Linked DNA regions of Callithrix jacchus: region 2 is linked to region 1. The links are chromatin contacts, called in public Hi-C maps. All regions are on one chromosome and are shown on one strand. The core of a region is the stretch at or near the end of the contact, and the rest is flanking DNA. Distances in the headings are between cores, read along the strand shown. Region 1 has its middle 140 kb from the start of UNC5CL. Region 2 overlaps UNC5CL (unc-5 family C-terminal like).

What was found. Hi-C and Micro-C count contacts between places; a contact is called where the count stands out from the background.
Region 2: a contact with region 1 is called in a Hi-C map of skeletal muscle, with 6 times the contacts expected there. The contact joins two enhancer-like sites. A contact is called at or near these places in 3 of 3 Hi-C or Micro-C datasets (induced pluripotent stem cells and skeletal muscle).

The regions. Positions count from the first base shown.
Region 1 is chr4:49,380,686-49,383,688 of calJac240_pri, reverse strand. No RefSeq gene overlaps it. Among named protein-coding and RNA genes, the nearest start is that of UNC5CL, 140 kb to the left of the region's middle. Within about 2 kb of position 1,523, at least 5 of the 16 cell types and tissues checked have an H3K27ac peak or open chromatin away from gene starts, as enhancers often do. A contact at or near this core is called in skeletal muscle, where this site is marked.
Region 2 is chr4:49,515,187-49,518,189 of calJac240_pri, reverse strand. UNC5CL (unc-5 family C-terminal like) reads left to right here. Exons shown (of 9, transcript XM_008994385.5): 9 at 1,465-3,003. The coding sequence ends at 1,687. Among named protein-coding and RNA genes, the nearest start is that of UNC5CL, 10 kb to the left of the region's middle. Within about 2 kb of position 1,534, at least 7 of the 16 cell types and tissues checked have an H3K27ac peak or open chromatin away from gene starts, as enhancers often do. A contact at or near this core is called in skeletal muscle, where this site is marked.

The DNA.
Region 1 (3,003 bases), core at 274-2,773:
AGCCTTGTATCACATTAATATTCCCCATACTCCTAAACTTTGGGAGTCTGTATTCCTCTTATGTGTAAGTTCCAAATTGCAGGGGAAATGGTATTTCTCTGTAGAGAAGGAAATACCTTCCATGGGATTTTCCAGGGATGGATGGAAGGCTAGATTCTGGTTCTGTATTTCTCCCATCTTGGTGTGAGGCCCTCAGCACTCAGCTGGATGAAGTACTCTTTTAGAGTCCCTTTCACCCTCGCCATTCCCTCTTTGGAGACATTTCTCTCATTCCCAGGACTTTGGCCATTGCAATTGGGCTGCTGCTTCTCTTTCTTGTGCATCTTTGGCCACGAAAGAAGCGGCTATGAATCAGCAGGATTGGTTTTAAGCAATGGCGTTTGGAGACAGCTGCTTACCCAGTGTAATTTTGTAGGCTCAGGGAAGGGACTTTACTCCCTATGCAAGTCCCAGAATACCTCCTTTATCAGCCTTTTGGTGTTTGGGATTGCTTTACTGTGGACAAAGCCTTTCATTCCACAATGAAGGATCAAAAATAGAAATGAATGCACATGTGTTTGGCATTGCCCATAACAAGCTGTTCTTGGCCTCCATGCTGTTGCTCGTGCTGTGCCCTCTGCCAGGAATATCCTCCCTGTGCCCTCAATTCCCTTATACTGATCCTTTAAGAGTCAGTATAAGCATTTCTTACCCTCGAGGATGCCGTAATTGGTTTCTCTTGATTACAAGAAACACAGTTACAAAGAGTTGCAGCTCAAATAAAGGCTGAGCAGGGTTGTGACACTTGGAACATGAACCCCAGGATGAAGATGAGGAGCGGACCTAACTATCTGCTTGTACAGTCTATCTCTCTGAAACAGACTTTAAGATCTTGAAAGTAGGGGTCATGTCTTACTCATTTTTGACAGCTCAGACCTACCACAAAGCTCAGTACTTAATAGATATTTGTTGAATAAATGAATGAATGAATAATTGAATCCTAAGTATGGATGAAAGATGTGGGCTCTGTCTTTTAGGGATTTACAGTCTAGTTGGGAACTAGAAAACAGGTAAAATTTAAGTAATATAAGGGATACGCAGTGCAAAACAAGGGTTAAAAACTGGTACAAAGCTTGCAAGATGAACACATCAAAGGCATCTTAGGGGAGATGAGATTTAGTTAGCAACAGGCCTGAGAAAGGCTTCAGTTCAATTGACTAAGATGTTTCTGAGTGCAGAACGTAGACTTTTAGTTGGGAAATTGAAGTGACCATTGAAGTAACGTATAATTTCCTAAAGGTTCCACAAAGGATGAAGGACAACAAAGGGCAGCTAGGGGAGCCTCAGAGTAGGACTCAGAGGTCCTTGTCACTTGGCCAAGGTCTGGCCTGCAGCATCAGGTGCATGAGATCCTGCTCCAATGCCCCTGGACTCATGAGTAACTCTAGTGGCCTTATCTGAGTGGCTGAGTAGAGCAAGGAGTGTGCCTTGCTGAGTTACTGCCAGCTGCCTGTGGTGGAAAAACAGGCAGGCCTCTGGGCGGCCTCAGGAGTCTACAATGAACAAAGAAAGTCATTCTGATGCTTCCAGATTTTACTGAGTTAAATCAAAGGCCGAGAGAGGAGAGGTCTTTGCAGTTCTTTGTTTTAGAGGCTGGCCCCTGGGCGAGTCCCTTATCAGACTCTGTTCTATTTAGATATGTGTCTTTGAACCTTCCTGCAGAAAGTGATGTCCTTTGACAGACTCCCTGGGCTTGCCAAGGATAAACAGTGAGCAGTTGTGAGGGATTCCCAGGGTCTCTTCTCCCATAACGTTTACTGTCAGTCCTGCACACCTGAAACTTCATCTTTTCTTCTACTCAAAATAGAGAAAGTGGGAGCCTAAATGAACCCACTGAGCCCAGCCCCCTCAATAAGGAAACTGAGGCTCAAGAAAATGAATCTTTCTTCTTATTCATGTAGTGCCTTGAGTTTATCCTGTTTTCCCACATATGCTTACATGGTTTTCCATTTCCTTCATTAAACAGCCCTTTAGGAAGGGCCTACTATGTGCCAGGCACTGTTCCAGGCATTGGATGGGTATATGGGTTTGGCTGCAAGTAACAATACTCAGCCAGTAGTGGCCTAAACTCTTACCGGAAAGGGGTCCCGATCCAGACCCCAAGAGTGGGTTCTTGGATCTTGTGTGAGAAATAATTTGAGGCAAATCCATAAAGTGAAAGCAAGTTTATTAAGAAAGTAAAAGAATAAAGAAAGGCTACTCCATAGGCAGAGCAGCCCCAAGGACTGTTGATTGCCCATTTTAATGGTTACTTATTGATTATGTGCTAACGAGGTGGACTATTCATGCCTCCCCTTTTCAGATCACATAGGGTAACTTCCTGATGTTGCCTTCGCATTTATAAGCTGTCATGGCACTGGTAGGAGTATAGCAGTGAAGACCACCAAAGGTCACTCTCTTTGCCATCTTGGTTTTGGTGGGATTTAGCCAATTTCTTTACTGCAAGTTTTATAAGCAAGGTCTTTATGACCTGTATCTCGTGTGGCCGACCTCCTATCTCATCCTATGACTTAGAATGCCAAACCATCTGGGAATACGGCCCAGAAGGTCTCAGCCTTATTTTATCCAGCCCCTATTCGAGATGGAGTTGCTCTGGTTTAAACACCTCTGACAAAACAATGCGGACATTCCTTAGCTCATCAAAAATAAGAAAGAAGTCCAGGGCTGTGGTCTTTAGGGGCTGTAGACATCACAGCTCAGTGGTGCCAGGAAGGGCCATGCTTGGTGTGTCAGTGATGTCTCCCCTCAGATGGCAAGGTGGCCGTCACAGTCCCCATCTACAGCCTAATGTTCACAAAGACAGAAGCAAGGCAGAACAGGGAGCTTCACTTTGCTCTTTTTTTCTCTTTTAAATAGGGGAAGACTCTGTTCACGTCCTAGAAGTGCCCAGCTGCCTTCTTATTATAACCCCAGTGACCATATCTGGGTTTACATGCCTGTTTCTAGACCAGTCACAGGCAAACC
Region 2 (3,003 bases), core at 285-2,784, 130 kb before region 1:
CTGGGGCCAGGGTCCTCAGGACACTCTGGAGACTGGATCCCAGGCAAGGGAGTGACTAAAAAGTCAGAGAATTGCTACTCTCCACCCTATTTCCTATAAAAGGGCAGCTCTATTAATCACTGTATCATCAGTACCTAGAACGATGTCTGGTGTATAGTGGGTGCTCAATTCACATTTAACAATGAATCCATTAACATGAAAGTCATTGGGTATGTGTTGCGTGCTTGCCATGCTGTGCCCTGAGGATTAGAAAGGCAGATTATAGGATAATGTGTGTAAAGCATGTAGCTGGGTGCCTGGCACATGTTAATTCAATAAATGTTAGCAAGGAGGGTGACGGTGCAGTCATGATCCCTGTCAGGGACATCACAAAGAAAGCAGCAGAATATTTCTGAGCTAAGCTCTGAAAACTAGACTGTGAGTGCAGTGGTCAGGGAAGTCTTTATCCAGCTGATGGGCTTAGCTGGACCCTGAAAACAGGGTGGATTTTTAAATCATTCATTTATTTAAGCATTTATCAAGTACCTACTATGCCCTGGAAACTGCTAAGCACTGAGATACAAGATGAATGAGGCATAGTCCCAGCTCCTAGGAGCACACACACTAGTAAGGGGTTCAGAGAGCTTGAAAAATAATGGCAAGTGTCCCTTGTGCCTTCTTATAAGAATCCGTTATTGTATAACACTGAAGAGAGACAGAAAACAGCGGAAGCAAGAATAATAATGAACTGTGGGGTTATGACCAGAAGTCTGAACTGAGGGGTGCAGAATGGTCTCTTCCACCTGGGAGGGGGGAACTACAAAGGGCTTCCGGGAGGAAGTGATGGGGAAGAGGAGATCAGCCATTCTGTTTTGGGGAGCAGCAGTTTTGGGGTGTAGTGTGTGCAAGGCGGGAAAGAGAGAGGCCTGAGCTAAGGGAGAGAATGGGAGAAGGGAGAGAAAGCAGAAAGAGAGCACAAGGCCAGGTGGTGAATGAGCCGAAAAGGCTCATGAAGCATGGAGACTCTGGGAGGTTTTTGTGCACTGGAGGATGGTGATAAAAAGCCATGGTTTAGGGCAAGTGTTTCCTTAGTAGTGGGCAGGATGTTGTGGCCTAGGAGAGAGGAAGAAGGGAATTAGGAGGCTAGGGGTGTATTTGGGGTGGGGGAGGTAGAGAAGGCAATTAATTACAGAACATCAGAGCTGGAGCAAACTTAAAGGTCCTCTATCTAAGTCCACAGCTTCGTAAGAGGAAACTGAGGTCTAGAGAGGAGTAGGGCTCAGAGGTTAGCCTCCAAGCCCGGATAATCTCAAGTTTCAAAGTTCTGAGGCTTCCCCTGGAAGGCAGGCAAGAGCAGGACCAGGACCAAAGCTACAGGGTGGGGGAGGGACGGAGCTCGCCGCAGCGCAGCCCAGGGAGCCTGGAGGAGGGGAGGAGCCCCTCCCTGCTCCTTTCTCCTTCTCCTCTTCCCCTGCCTCCGCCCAGGTTCCTGTCCTGCCAGCGCAGCCCCGCAGCGGCCATCCTGGAGTTGTTTGAGGAGCAGAACGGCAGCCTGCAGGAGTTGCACTACCTCATGACTGTTATGGAACGGCTGGACTGCGCCTCCGCCATCCAGAACTACCTGAACGGGACACAGGGAGGCAGCCCTGGCCCCCAGCGCGGGGGCGCTCAGGATAACCAGGGCCTGGAGATGGACGAGAAGCTCTGAGCGCCGCCACGGGCAGGGCCGGGGAGGTGTGGGGGCGAGAGGGGTTGTCCCCCACACCTAAGAAGAACACAGCAGCTGTTCCTGGCCGTGCCCACCAGCCTTCCCTGAACCCTCTGACGGTGCCCGGGACGTCCGCGCCCGTCTTCCAGCAGTAAGACCGCCCTTCGGGTCGCAGACTGTCCCGCGTGCGGGTCCCCTCCTGGCCGGCAGAGGGCGCGGGAGCCCAGGAGATGGCCTCAGCGTGGCCCGCCTGCCGAAACTGACCAGGGGACGGCCAGTGTCTCCGCGTGCACTTTAGGGCCCCTGAGGCCCCAAGTACTCAGCACTTAGGAAGACCCAGCACTGGGCTGGTGTCATGAAGAATACTGGAATATAGGAGGTAGGGTCTGGAGCCCTGCCAAGCACACAGTTCTTTCACGGGAGCCAAGTGCAAACTCTAAAACAGCCCTGCACTGTCTTTAGGGGATTTGGGTGTGGCTTTAGGAGTCGAAAGGGGAAGAGCTGAGTGTGGGGTGGAGCAGCGAGGATGCTTCACGGAGGATGTTGGCGAGAGAGGATTTGACTTGCAAGTGGTTTGGAGATCTTTAAGTGCGAGTGGAGGAAGAGGGTGGCTGGACGTAGGGTAGGAGCGGAGAGTGGGCATGGGAGCCCAGCCCTATGGGTGAGACCCGGGTAGGACGAGGCTTCCCGGCCAGGCACGCTTGGCTGTCTGCCTCCGCCTCTACTAACTTCCTTTCTTTCTTTATCCTCCCGCCTGGGCCTCGTCTTCCCCTCTCGCTGGCATTATCTCTATCGAAAACATGAAAGCTGAGTAGAAACTTCAAGATGATCATTCTGGCCCAACCCTTTTATCTCTTTATCTCCAGCTGTGTGCGTTTTAAGTCTCTCTGACTTGGTTTTTCTGTCCCTGCCTCCCACAGTTGTTCCCTCTCTGCACCTGTTTCTGTTATTCTCTCTCCCTTGTCTAAGATCTTTTTGTCTTTGCTTAGTCTCTGTGGCCTGTCTTTGTGTGTTTCTTTCTCTGTCTGAAACCCCCAGTCTTTTCCCTTCAGGCAAGTGCCTCTAAACCAGTGTTATGTATCAAAGACTGTTGAAAGAGAGGGCTACTCTAGGTATGGATGGGTGGGGATATTTTCCCCATGGATTAAGATCCAGTTTAGGGTCGGGAAATAAAGGATAGGGATGAAAGAGCACCCCATTCAGTCAGCAGATACTTATTCAGCACCTGGTGTTGTTAATTTGTTCAAAGACAGGCAAACAGTCTCTCTGGCAACACAATTTTCTTCTGTGTTTAATTAAAAAATATTAAAACTTTT